3 separate regions of the Ovis aries genome follow, and regions 1 and 3 are each linked to region 2. The links are chromatin contacts, called in public Hi-C maps. All regions are on one chromosome and are shown on one strand. The core of a region is the stretch at or near the end of the contact, and the rest is flanking DNA. Distances in the headings are between cores, read along the strand shown.

Region 1 (4,911 bases), core at 802-3,301, 160 kb before region 2:
GCCTTCAGGGACGCTTAGAACATCACCCCAACTTCCTTTCCAGCCCTGGCTCAAACCTCTCATCAGGACACACCAGACCATCAGGCATTCATGGTTCTCAAGCCCACCCTGGCTGTCCCCATCTCCTCGAAAGAATGAACCAGCTCTCATCTCTACTCATCCAGATCCTCTTTATCCTTCAAGGACTGGTTCCAATGCCACTTCTTTCTAGAGGCCTTCCCACATCCCTTCTCCAATGAAAATACTCTTCCTTCTCCAAGATCCCTTAGAACTCTATTCGAGAATAAATATGTCTCATGTTCATGACTAGACTATTTCTCTTTAGACAAGAATGATGCCTCTACCATCCCTCTCCAAAGTATACCAGGCATAGGGCCTGGAAACAACAGATCCTCAGTTAAGTTGAATACTGAAAGGATGGCTAAGCATCAGGAATGTGGCAGAATACATCCGAGTTTTCAGTTCTGGACCAAGTCCTCTTTCTGCCCAGAAAAAAAAAAAAAAAAAAATGTACTTTTCAAGGGCACAACGTAGACTAGTTAAGAGTGGGAAGCCAGGACCCTTAATGGGGAGCTTGTAGAATCCAGGAAGGAACCACAATTCATTTGTGAATTACCCTCCTGTTTATAAGATCTTCCTTGGTTGTGAACGCCCATTTGAATTCCCCCCAAATATTTTGGAATTTTACAGTTCTTATACCACAGTGCTGCAAGGTAAGCTTAGAGACATACATCTACATATCAGTCCTTCTGATTCAAGGGGAAGGCTTTATGTAATCCACCAGCACTGGAGACTGAAGGGTAAGCAAAAAGATAGTTCACGGATGTGCCAGCCATTCTTCCCTATTGTGGCCAACAGCCAAGACAAAGAGCCAAGTGTGGCCACAAACGCTCTGAGCAGCATCTCCCAGCTGCCCTACGGGAAATCCGAGAGGGAAGTCAGGAAACCATGAAGTCTAATTAGATGGTGTCATGATGCATTCCCCAGGCTTGTGCCTCTTACAACTCGGCACGTGAAAAGATAGAGTATTGGTAACTGGTGGGCAGATACTGGGGACTGGTTCATTAAGCCTCCAATTTACCAACTTAGCTGGAGATGTGGAAAACTGAAAACTACATTTCGCAGACTCCTTTGTAATTAGACCATTAAGACATAGCTGCATGAGATCTGATAAATGGACGTGAGGCGGAGGTCCCCTTTGTGTCTTCTTTGCTTGGTTCTACCAGCAGACCAAATCATAAAACATGATTTTTTTCCCCTTGTAGAGCATTCCAGCGTCCATTTCCTGATTTCCTGACTTCCTGAGTGCTTCAGAGACAGCAGTACTGCTACTGAAGGCAACAGCCAAACCTTCTTGACTCCAGCTTCAATCTTGAATTACAGTTTCTGGGGTCATCTCAGAGGGAGAAACCCTCCAATAGCAAGTTTTGTATTGTTCTTGGTTGGAGTCATTCCTGGAGGTTCAGCCTTAGACCTGCTCCTTGAGCCCACACGATGATTCTTTTGGCACATAATTCCCTACATTGAATCCCTTCTTGTTGAAAACACCTAGGGTGGTTTCTGTTCTCTGAATTGCACACTGATTAATATTCTCAACATACAAAAATACTCCAGGGTTAAAGCTATCACTATGCCTCTGACTGGTGCCCACTTGTCCACATCCAAGGCCATTGCAGGCCCCCAAATGATCCTTTCAGGCCTTTCTCCTTGGCCTACCCACCAGTTGACCTGTGGCCCATAGGAAAGCAAAATGATGAGCAATTCATGGACTTTCTCAATAACATCCTTCCCTTGGCCTGTGGGTTCCAGGCTACTATTTCCTTTCAGGTTATTTCATCTAGCCCATTGGGCATGCTGAGAAGCTGGCCTTCATTACTGGACATTCTGGAAAATCCCTATAAAAACTCCCATCTGTACTGGCCACGGCTGTGATCTGACACAGGGTGAAAGGACTCCAGAGGAGCAAGGCTGGGAATGATTGGCTATGCACCGTCCCCAGGGGCTCTCTGGTTCCCTTCCAGAGCAAAAGGCCTGCTTTTCTCTTTTTGCCTTTTCGCCAGGCTGCGGTTGGCCGCAAGCCACTGACTGTCCCCTGTGCTGGGCCTGGCACCTTGGACTAGTGGTTCTCAAGTGCTTTGGTCTCAGGATCCCCTTTGTACTCTTACAGATTATTCATGCCCTCAAAGAGCTTTGGTTTATGTGTGTTGTTCTATCGCTAATTACTGTATCCGAAATGAAAACAGAGAACTTCAAACCTCTGAACACACATTCTGTCAGCCATCAGAGTGATACAGTGCTTGTATGTCACAGTCTCTGAAAAACTCCCCAGGGACTTGTGAGAAAATGAGTGAAAAGGCAAATAACATCTCATTGTTATGAAAATAATGCTGACCCTGGGGCCTCCAGAGAAGTCTCTGGGACCCAGAGGGTCCCCAGACCACACTTTGAGAACTGCTGCCTTTACTGGGGCAAGGCTGCTTTCAGGCATGGGGCTGGCATCCCACCCCAGTCCAATTCTAGAATGGTGTGTGGTGTACATGCACACTCCTGGCTTAAGGATCTGAGGATTCTACACCGAATCTTCACTGGGAGAAAACCCTAGTTTCTAGAAGCCACTGAATTGAGTCTATAACCTTGGGCATATCATTACCTTCTTTGGGCCTGTTTTTCTTTTAAAGATGGGGTTAGGTTGGTGGTTTCTAGACACTTACCATCATGAGAAACCCTTTTGCTGTTATTTCACAGCCTCCATAAGATAAAAGCTGTACCTTCTGTACAGAGATCAAGTACACGGGCTCTTGAGGGAGACTGCCCTAGGTTGCAATCCATTGCACTCTTGATGAATTAAATTATAATCCTGTGCAAGTTATCTTCTCTCTCTAGACTCAGCTGTCCCATCAACAAAATGGGTATCAATAATAGGGCCACCTCATAAGACAGCCAGAAGTATGTACATAAAGTGCTTAGCACATGGTAAATTCTTGGTAAAGGTTAGCCGTTACTATCATTTTAGTGTCTGTTGATAGAGAAAATACATAATAGCAGCAAAGGCTACAAGAATCTATTAAATGCCTCAGCTCCAGCCTTCATCAAGCCCAGCCAATTCCCTCTCCACATCCCCCAACCTTCCTGCAAGTATAAACATGCAAAGCTTGCAAAAGCCTGCCAGTGAGCTGCCCACCACCCACTCCACCCCAGCTCATAAAACAGAGCAACAAACGCAACCACTATGTCGAGTGTGATCTGGAGACTGTTTCTGGCGGTGCAGGGCCTTGGCCATCAAGAATCCTAGACGGGGGAAGGGGCAAGGACAACACAGACCCAGGAGCTTCGGGGTCATGAACAAGCGAGGGCATGAGGGGGTAGGCACGGGATACTGTGAGGGACCTGCAGTCCTCGAGGGCTGCTGGTGGCCTAACCTCGGAAACACCACACATACGCTTGCAAACACATCCGGTCGGGCTGCTACTGTGACAAACAAGGCCGCTTAAAAGGGTCACCAACTCCAAGCATTTCTCTTTGTGTGCATAAAATAGCAATTCACATCATGAGGAGAACTCATAAAATATAGCAAAGAAAGTGGGCCTTTAACAGGAAGTGGGGTGAGGAGGAGGAAACAGAGGCCCCGGGAGGCCCAGTGTTTCGCCTAAGGTCACAGAACCTGTCAGCAGCAATAGGGAGACCAGCTCTAAGCGTTGTGACTCAGTTTCTCTTCTCCCTCTTTAATCAAACATTTGAGCCTGAGTATATCAAGCCAACAGGCTCACAAGGCCCCTCACCAGGACCAGGCCTGCAAAAGCCATTTTTTCCCATTAAAAAAGAAATGAAAGAGAAGAAACTTCTTAAGGCCTTGGTTTTAAGAGGTCCCTGCAGCCTGGGAAAAAAAAAAAAACAAAAAACAAACCCTGTCCCACTCAGCAAGTGTATGATTTATTGGGATTACAGTCCCATAAGCGGTGTCTTAACAACATGAAACAGGAAACGCCTCCGATTTCCAGCTCAAAGCAGGCTCTGTTCTTCCTTGAGGTGGGCAGGGGCCTTGGGGAGAGAGTCAGGTTGGCAGAACTGGAGGCCTAGGCATGATAAGACCTTGTGCCTCTGTCCCCACCGGGCAGGCCAAGTCTGGGGCCAGTAGCTATGTCCCCTCTGTGCCCACCCATGAGGACGGGGTTCAAGTATTCAGGCAGGCGGGTCTGGGAGGTGCCCACTGGCTGGGTAGGCCCTCGACACCCGGCCTGAGCTCAGCCCTGGGAAACCTGGGCCATGGTTTCTTAACTTCCACTGTTGACTGGGAGCAGAGGGGGGCCTTGGGGCACAGGCCTGGCTCCTGGGGCTGGGAGGGTTTGGGGAGGCCCATGATGCCTTAGGCTATCTCCGTAAGGAGATGTCTTCACCACCATCTAAGCTCAGCCCACCCTGAGGTAAGGATCCTTAGTCTAGGAAAGGAATCTCTCAAGGACCAGCCACACAGATGATGGTTGAGTGAGGGGCTGGCCAGAAGATCTCCCACCCTCAGCCCTAAATTCTTGCACTGACTTTGCCCTGCCTTCAGTGAGGGTCACTGCTGAGCCCTAGGGTGGAAGGGGGTGACCTTCCCTCCAATCCTTCTCACTTCAGGACCTTGTTCAGAAGCACACTGCCTCCACACCCCACCCTGCCATGCTGCCTGGATTGGGCCTGGTAAGTGGCACCTCAGGAACCCGCAAAGATGCCAACCTTTTCCCAATCAAGTGCCAGCTCTTCAAGCAGAGACTGCTCTGGGAAAGTCAAGGTTGGCTCTGCTTTGCCAGTTCTGAGGCCCTCACCCCCAGATCCCCCAAGATTTCCGGAGGGCTGCGGTGGCCTAACACCAAGCCAAAACATCCATGGAGAATGAAACCAACATTGTCCCAAATGAAGTCAGATTCCACT
Region 2 (4,405 bases), core at 951-3,450:
TAACCTTTCCAGTGAAAAGGTCAAGTGCTTCCCTACCACTCTTTGCACTGAAGCTATGTCCTCTTTCAGAGAAACGCAACTACCCAGATAGTTTCTTTCTGGCACCTGACACCATGCTGTCTGCCCACCCCCATCCCTCTTCCCCCTAGGCTTGGTTGATGACTATGGGGTCATCCTTTCTTTCATCAAAGTCTAGAAGGTCATGCACTTAATACAACATAGGGTTTTAATTAATTGCTCACTTGGTTGGTGACAGCTTGGAAAGTCAGGTCTGGGAACTGGCATGCGATTCCCTTTCTGGGAAGGGGATTCAGAAGTCACCATGTTCCATCATCCCGGGCTCAGAGTCAAGAACCCACCACTACCACTCCACCTTCCCCAGAGGGCCCTGAAAGGCAGCCTTCAACCCAGCAAAGCTCAAGGCGGCAGGCCAGGTCCCAGGCATCCACTTCCCCTCCTTCCACCCCACTCAGCCAGGACTTTGCAGCCCAGACCCTCTGGTTGCTTCTACTGTACTCGACAGAACTAGGACCGAACCATCCACCCAGTGGTCGGGGAGAGAGGCCAACTACAGACCCATCAAGCAGGGGGGAGGGCCGCAAGGCATTCCGAGAGAGGTTCAGGGATGGCTTCATCAAGAGGTTCAATCAGTGAATGGCCCCCAACGGCGACAACACGACGCACAACAGGAAGCAGATCAACCACTACTTTCCCCTCCGAAAGTCAGTCGCCGAAAGAACCACCTCGGAAAAGACTCTTTAATGAACTCCACTACCCAAAGACCAAACGCTTTCTCTCAGGTCTTGACTCTCCTTGGTCCTAGGAAATTCACCCCCTGCGTAGCCCAGGTTGGACTTCCCTCCAACCCAGTCCACGGGCCCAGAGCCCACGCGCTTACCATTGGCGTTCTTGCCGCAGATGAGATGCTCATAGGGCTGCAGGACGCCCCAGAGCTCGGCGTCATTGTTGATGACCATTTCCAGGGCCTCAGCGGACACCTCCCCGCCTCCGGCCCCTCCGCCGTCGGGGCTCTGGCTGGCGAGAACCCTGGCCCGGATCTCTTCCACCAGATTCTCCATGCAGGCGGTGAGCGAGATGGCCGCGTACTCGTGGATTCGCACGGAGATGCGGGTGTCCACCATCCAGCGAAAGAAGCGGCCCACTGAGAAGGTGAGGCCGCAGCGCGCAGACTTGCCCCGGCGCAGCCCGTCGCCCGCGCTCATGCTGTATAGGGACAGGGCCTTGACCGCGGCCAGCGCGCAGCTCTCGGCCAGTGCCCAGCTGTGCACTAGGCGCACGGCACTTTGCACCTCGAAGCGGGTGCACTTGGCATGCAGCACGCTCAGGCGCTGCGCCTCGCGGGCCACCCGGATGAGCGCCCGGCGGAGCAGCCCCGCCAGGCGCCTGACCGCCTCGGCGGAGAACAGGGGCTGTCGCCGGCCGCCGGCACCTTTGCGAAGGACCCGGGCCACGTCTCCCTCGGTCCAGGGGAACTCCTCCAGTTCGGGCAGGCGCGGGCAGCGCGAGAAGAGGTCGGCCACTTCGGGGTCCTCGGGCAGCACCGTGTTCACCGTGTCCCAGCTGTTGTGGCGGCTGTTCATGGAGCCGGAGTAGCACCACCAGGCCGCCCCGCGGTGTTGCTGCGCCGAAGAGTTGAGCGCCTGCGAGTTGGACTTGGAGGACGAGAGGCTGAGCGAGCGGCACGAGTCCCCGGCCCCATACCCGGAGTCCAAGGTCAAGTCCTCCAGCGTCTTCAAAGTGGAGCTGTACGTCCCGGCCATGGGGAGCCTGCCCGGGGCGGCCTCGCCGAGGGAGGGGCGCTCACAACTCCATGAGCCCTTCCCCAAGTGGGCAGAAACAAGCTCTAGGCTCTCCGGGGCGCCCTGCTTTCTCTCGGCACCGCGGGGCTCGGAGGCCGCATCGCCCGCCCGCCTACCCGGCGGCCGCAGGAAGGTGGGCGAGATTCGCGGCGGCCAGAGCCCCACGCTCCCGGCGTCCCGACTCCGAGCTGTCACTGGAACGATCCTCCGTTGCTCCTCCTCCGCAATCCCCCTGGTCCACCTCAACTTCCCTGAAGCAGAGCGTCTATCCTCCGCAGAGAAGGGATCCCGAGAGAACAGGGCGGCGGCGATCGAAGGAGGCGGCTCCCGGGGTTGTGCGAGTCCGGGACCGACCGGCGAGAAAGCTCTCTGCAAACTTCTGCGCGGAGCCAGCCGCCCGCACAGCTGGGTACTGGGCTGCTGCCGGCATGCAAATAACCCGGGCGGCCCACCAATCATCGGCCGCGACGGGCAGGGGCTGCACCAATGATCTCCCAGAGGGGCGGTCACTTTGCTGATTTCACTCCGCCGCCCGTGAAACCCAGCGCCGGCAGAGGCGGGGCTGGAGGCCGAGGGTCTGGAGGAGACGCCGAGGGCTCGGTGGAGGAGGGGGAAGGAGATGGCGAGTGAGCGACCTGGCGGCTGGGAAAAGGGGGATCGAAACGTTAGGCTCGCGAGCTGACGAATTAAAGAAAGAGGTAAAGGAAAAGCCACTGTGTGTTGCCACCTTCCCGCCGTCCAGGCTTTGGGCGTCCGCAGCTCCTTTTCAAACCCTTTTGGTGCCGAACACCAAAAGCCAGCGAGTCGAGTAAGGGTAGGGGAGCAAAAGGGTTGGGACTAGGGGAGAGGACCGAGGCCTGGGGGAGGGGACCCAAGTCAGACGCCCCACCTCTCTCAAGAATTTCTGCCAAGCCCCTCCCCCTTTCCCGAGACGAAACTCCAGTTGTATTTGGAGCGAGGAGTTTGCCCCTGTTTGCTTCTCTTTCCAAATCCGTCTGGTTTTCTTTACATTGCTTTCTAGGCTCCAATCAGAATAGAAATTCTTCTTAATCTGGCATCTGATAAATGGACAGCCTCCAGAGGGCTGCGATTCCGCCCTCACCTCTCCACGCCACTTGAAATATTACACACGCAGTAGTCTGAGTGCTACTCCTGGGAGAAGGCCGTAACTGATCAGATTTGCAAGAGTCGGTGACTTTCCTGTTAAACTGTACAACGCCGCTTGCTGTGTTGGGTCCTTCTTGTGCTTCGTGTCCGAGTGTGTGTGCTGGGGGAGGGGGGGGGAGGGGAGTGTATTACACACGTGCGTAATGGGTGTGCGAAAATGAAAAACGTCCTTAGTTGTGGCCTGGGCTTGGAACACCTGGCTGAACGCACCTCTTCCTAACGGTGTGCCCTCAGGCGAGCTCTCTGCTCGGCTCAGGACTCGCTTTCCTTCCGGGGTAAAATGAGAGCTGACCTCCAAGCAGCACCGTTGTAAACCTGTCTTATGCACTTGTCCAGAGGCGGTATCCAGCAGATCCATGCCCGGTCCCACCCTGGCCCGCCACTGTCCTGTAACTATTCACAGACACGTGCACGAACGTGGACACGCCTCCTCCTGTGGAGCCACAAAAGCAAGGAGGAGATTGTGCAAGCATTTCCCCCAGGTCAGCCTCCTCCTGCGCTCTTGAATAGCTGCTTTGTACTATATCTCACAGGGTTTTGACCTTGGGCCGTGAGTTGCATACGAACTAGAAATGTCTGGTTTCTCTCTCTGCTTCTTAAATTAATTGCCCTTTCCCGGTGAAACTCCTTTTGCTTTGGCAGTTTTGGCTTAATTTTGCCTTCCAGCTCATCTTTATTTATGCAATACCGCCGCCTGGTGGTTACAACTGGGAATGGCGTCAAGGCTGGAAGTATTGATACTAATGAACGATGCTGAGTCCGCAGGGACCAAATCAAGAGGACACAAGATGTGACTACATCTTCTAATAGAGATAGGAAGTCAAAGTAGGTAAGGATATTCAATTTGTTTAAAAGTGTGAAAAGAAATTTGATGCGATTTAAATCTTATTAGGGGAAATATAATAGCAAAGCAAATGTCGCCCTCTAATGGACATTTAGAGGAAATAAATTCGGCCAAGTTTTTTTTTTTAATCGGGTTTTCTTTCTTTTTTCAAAATCATTTTGTTCTGTGCCTCCATAAAAAATTAACCCTAAAATAGGTAGCGACTGGGAAGCGGCTATATAACACAAGGAGCCCAGCCTGGAACTCTGTGAGGACCTAGAGGGGTGGGATGGAGAGGGGGAGAGGGAGGATCAAGAGGGAGGGGGCATATGTATATATTCAGACCTCCCAGGCTGCGCTTGCATCAGGCGACATCTAAATGTTGTTGGTGGGGGGGAGGAGTTCTGACCAAGCCCAATGTGCTCCATACAGGCTATTTTCTATATTTATGTTGGGGAAAATTCACTTTAAAGACTAGTGCTGTTTGGAAGCAAAGCTTTTCTTTTTTGTCAATGGAATGCATTTTTTAAAAAAAAACTATTAAATCACAAGGAATAACAGATGCTGTGATCTCCTCTTTGATAAAAGGACAGAC
Region 3 (4,403 bases), core at 1,076-3,575, 180 kb before region 2:
GGAGATGGGAGAGGGTCCTAGGGGCCTCATAAGGGGTGACAGATAAGGGCTGGGTCTTTACTTTGCAGTGGGAAACCTTTGAAGAGTTTCAGTAGGGGAGTGGCGGGATCTTCACACTTTTCAAAGAGCCTTGTGGACTGCAGGGTGAAAGCCAGGAATTGTTGGAGGCCAGGCCAACGCGATCGTCCGAGAGTGGAGGTAGCGGGACGGAGAGGGGTGGCTGATGCATTGCGGGTGTGGGAGGTGACCGTGGCATCTGCTGCGAGGAGGAAGACTAAGGAGCACCAAGGGGGAGAAACTCGAGTAGTGTTGAGAACTGATCTGACTTGGAGGGGCTCTGCTCTTTGCCGCCCCAGGTCTCACTGCCCAGTGCAGCACAACTGGTACAGGACCTGGGGTCCACCTGGCTCAGAGCTCAGCTCCCCAGCTGCTGTGCCACCTTACTGGGTGGCCATGACCTCAGGCCACAGAGAGGGTGACACTGTCCTTCAAAGCTTCCAGGGCACAGCAGGGTGAGCGATGGGGGCAGGGGCGGCAGCGGGGGCCCTCACCTTGGCATACTTGTAGGTGTTCACGGCGCTCTCCACGCTCAGGGTCTGGGAGCATAGGATCTCACAGTGCCGCTGCAGGGCGTCCAGCTGGAACAGGCTGGCAGCTGACAATAGCTGGCAGGAGGAAGAGAGGCCGTGGGTGAGCGGGGCCAGGCCCATGGCCCCAGCATCACAGAACAGAGAGCCCCTGTGTGCCCTCCTGACCCCCAGGACCCTCCCTGCCCACCTGCCAGTTAAGTCCGATGGCCTTGATTTATTTCTACCCCAGGCTATCTAGGTATTTGCTAGGACACCTTGGGAAGTATCCGATAGGTGACAGACATTGGTTGGGATTTCTCATGTCGCGAGGCCTTCAACTATGAGCTGCCTGCTCATCTGCACGACTTTCTAGCCAGGTGCGTGGCCAGCAGCAGGTCCGTTCTCTAAGCAGTAACCTGGTAAGGTGGGAGGGTACCTGCTGCCTTCTGATCCTCCTAGGCTTTCCATCCTCAGGGATGGCCCTTACTAACCCTGAGGGGTCACCCAGGAGGTTGGGTTCCACAGGCGCACCATTTCCCATGTGCTCAGAAGAGCGAGGACCTGCAGGGAAGCAGGGGGTCCTCACAGAGGCCCCCCTTCCCTCCCTCCTCATGTCTCCAATGCTGTGTTTCTGAGATTGGGGTGGGTGAGACTTGGCAGGTGTCTCAGGCTGGGCACAGGCATGATGGATGGGCTCAGGGGCTCCCCGCTCCTCTCCCCGACAGGCCAGGTCCTCACCTCCAGGATGTCACCAGTGGGGATGTCCATGGATTCCGTTCCCCCGTAGTACAGATACTGCATCATCATCTGCAGGAAAAAGGCCCCATGTGAGGGCCAGGGGGCCCACAGCACCACTGTGCTCATCCCGCGCCCCTGGGGCGCCGCTCCAGCCGCTGCCCGGCCCTCGGTGCCCCACCTCCTGCCCCGAGCGCTGCTCCAGCCGCTGCCCGGCCCTTGGTGCCCCTCGCCCCGAGCGCCGCTCCAGCCGCTGCCCGCCCCTCGGTGCCCCACCTCCCCCCCCCCGAGCGCTGCTCCAGCCGCTGCCCACCCCTCGGTGCCCCCCCATGTCCCGAGCGCCACTCCAGCCGTTGCCCGCCCCTGGTGCCCCATGACCTCTGTGTGCCAGCGTCTGCACACCACCCGACTCTCGTCAGGCATTTTTGTGCTTCTCCTGGAATGCGTATGGCAAGCTGCCTTCCACAGAGTGGCTTCACTTCAATCCCCACAACAGCCCTGTGAGCCCAGGAGGGCAGATACTCTTCACAGCTGGGAAAACTGAGGCCAGGCAGGTAGGCTGATGAGGCTGACCCGCCTCCTCAGAACCCTTCCGGCACACCAGGCACCTCACGACTCATTTTCTCCCCTTACGGAAATTCTAAACATGGGGGGCTCTGAGGGGGCGACTGTCCACCCTCGGAATCCTGACTCCTGACCTCCCCATCAGGGCTAGCCAGATCCCGACCTCCTCCTGGAAGCCAGTGCAGTGCTGGGGCCTGGGACCTGGCCCAGAGGTCACCCTGCCGACCAGCGGGGGCCCTGCGACACCATATGAGGTGGCCTGGGGAGAGGGCTATGTTTAGTTCTGCTGAGGTCTGACTTACAAGCTCTGCCATCATGCTGGAGACTGGGGAGTTTCCAGCTGGAAAAAGAAAAATGATTCTCCCTGGTTGGCTGAAGAAAGGGCCCCAGCAAGGAGCTGGCAAGGGTATAAGTAAACACGGCTCCAGCCGGCACAGTTGGGCTCTGTTAGGACTGGCCCCCGGGCTGGAAGGGGCACCAGAGGGTCTAGAGGAAAGGAGCCCACGCTGGGGCGGGGGAGGGAAGAGGGCCTGCCAGCCGCGTCCTGGCCCGTCCAGGAGGCATCAGCCCGCGCCCTCCCCTCAGGAGCGTGGGCTTCCAGGGTCTTGTGCAGCCCCTGCTGGAGCTCAGGTGGAGATCTTACAGTTACACGGATGTACCCGTGTCCCCCTACTCCAGGCAGCGTGTGCCTCAGGCAGGCCCACGCCTGGCTTCCTCCACCATCCCCCACCCTGGGAGCTGAGTGCCCAGGACTGGGAGTGGGGCGGCTCCCATCTCCAGGGATTCTTTCCTAGGTGTTAGCCTCAGGGCAGCCCTGAGGTGAGAAGGGGCCCAGCCTGTGGCTCCTCTCCCTGGCTTAGAAGCAGCCTCCTGCCGCTTTTGGGAGTTGGTCTGGGCCCGGCCCAGCTCTGGTGGTACATGGGTCTCCCTGAGGCACCTGAATGCAGATGAGCCCACAGCAGTGGGACCAGAATCACCCTCTTGGAGCCTCCCTGGGGGAACCGGGCTGCTAACAGGCAGCTGCGGACATTAATTTCCCACAGCCCCGTAGCCCCCGGGCAGACTGTGGGTCATCCAAAGCAGGCAGCCTGCAGGGCTGGAGCGGGCAAAGGGCTGCTCCCAGTGAGGCCCAGGCAGGACCAGCTGCAGGGATGGCCTCGCTTCCTTCTGCCCAGAGTGGGCCACCAGGACCACAGGGAGGCCCCCAATACTGCAGGGACAGGACTGGGGCCAACAGCCGCATCAGAACGGCAGGGGCATCCCCCAAAGGCCGAGGTTTAGTCGGCAGTGACCCTGGCAAGAGTCTACACCTGTAATGTCTGTGTTGTGTCAAAACTGCATTGCAAACATTTAGTGCAAAAAAAGGAAAACATTTCATTAAATTTTTATATGTGGAATGATACTATTTTGGCTCCATTAAGTTAAATAAATTTCACCTGTTTCTTTTTACATTTTCCTTCATCTATTAAGCAATTTTACATAACCTCTGTGCCCAGCATTATCTTTCTATTAGAGATAGTATTGCTTAGATCTCCTTGGGCCTCCGTTTCCTGTTCTAGAAAACAAAGATCTCAAGTTCTCTTTGTGTTGTGACAGCCAATGAGATGTCTGGGGGCTGCTCTGAAACTTAGGCTTTTTTAGGAGGCCTCGGACCTGGATCTATGGCTTCAGCTGCACGCTGCCCTCCCCCCCCCCCCCCCCCCCCCCCCCCCCCCCCCCCCCCCGACACACTGCGGGATGGCAGAGCTTTGTTCCCAGAGAACCCACAGGGCCAGGCCAGTGGCTAACATGCCCCAGGCCCACGTGTGCCCTGAGGTTAGGCCTGTTGTCTCTGTTTACCCCGTGACAAGCCTGAGAAGTCAAGGGCTGCCCAGCCTCTCCTGCCTCGGGAGTCACCCCAGTTGAGCAGATGCTGCCTCGATGGCAGGGGTCACCCTTGTCACCCCCACCTCCCGCCCAATCCCCGCTGCCCTTCTCAAACCCGCCTCCTGGGTTGGGTCGTGACCCCACCTCACGCTCCAACTCACCTGGACTTTGGGCTTCTTAGCCAAGCAAGCTCCCCTTCCCCAGGGAGTTTGGCTCAAGGGATGAGAAGAGGGGAGGGGAGACCCCTATGCCCGACCCTGGGCCTGACCCTGGGCCTCCTCCAATGCCGCCAAGCCCCCCACTCTCCCCCCATCCACACCCCTCTACCCTGCTGCCTCTACCGGTCGCCATCATCACTCAGCTGGATTCTCACCAGCCGCTCACCTGCTGCCCTGGCTGCAGTCCTGCCCGTCCTCCCCTCACCCTCCAGAGTGTGCGAGGTCACACAAACTGGACCATTCCACACGCCCTAAGATTGAACCCTGGCTCTATCACCTCCCAGCTGTGTGACCTTGAACAAGTTATTGAACTTCCCTGTGCCTGCGACACCTCATGGACCAAGGGGGGGAAACAACATGTGCGCACCTCCTGGACTGTGCTGTGACGCTTAACTGATAAATGCACCTAGAACCATGCCTGGCTAAGTGTCAGCGATGGTGGCGACCTCAG

What was found. Hi-C and Micro-C count contacts between places; a contact is called where the count stands out from the background.
Region 1: a Hi-C map of tail adipose tissue shows a contact between it and region 2, with 4 times the contacts expected there. The contact joins the enhancer-like site here to the promoter of ABTB2 in region 2. A contact is called at or near these places in 11 of 16 Hi-C or Micro-C datasets (blood, hypothalamus, liver and 4 more).
Region 3: a contact with region 2 is called in a Hi-C map of hypothalamus, with 4 times the contacts expected there. The contact joins the enhancer-like site here to the promoter of ABTB2 in region 2. A contact is called at or near these places in 9 of 16 Hi-C or Micro-C datasets (blood, hypothalamus, liver and 5 more).

What each region holds. Positions count from the first base shown.
Region 1 is chr15:63,582,165-63,587,075 of ARS-UI_Ramb_v3.0, forward strand. The region is part of intron 3 of ABTB2 (ankyrin repeat and BTB domain containing 2); the gene reads right to left. Among named protein-coding and RNA genes, the nearest start is that of NAT10, 71 kb to the left of the region's middle. Within about 2 kb of position 2,052, at least 8 of the 54 cell types and tissues checked have an H3K27ac peak or open chromatin away from gene starts, as enhancers often do. A contact at or near this core is called in hypothalamus and tail adipose tissue, where this site is marked.
Region 2 is chr15:63,742,398-63,746,802 of ARS-UI_Ramb_v3.0, forward strand. It overlaps ABTB2 (ankyrin repeat and BTB domain containing 2), which reads right to left and starts at 2,201. Exons shown (of 17, transcript XM_027979614.3): 1 at 899-2,201. The coding sequence starts at 1,781. It overlaps LOC106991640 (a long non-coding RNA gene), which reads left to right and starts at 2,367. Exons shown (of 4, transcript XR_009596659.1): 1 at 2,367-2,518; 2 at 2,842-3,007; 3 at 3,324-3,816.
Region 3 is chr15:63,560,661-63,565,063 of ARS-UI_Ramb_v3.0, forward strand. ABTB2 (ankyrin repeat and BTB domain containing 2) reads right to left here. Exons shown (of 17, transcript XM_027979614.3): 15 at 1,308-1,376; 16 at 552-665. Among named protein-coding and RNA genes, the nearest start is that of NAT10, 50 kb to the left of the region's middle. Within about 2 kb of position 2,326, at least 8 of the 54 cell types and tissues checked have an H3K27ac peak or open chromatin away from gene starts, as enhancers often do. A contact at or near this core is called in hypothalamus, where this site is marked.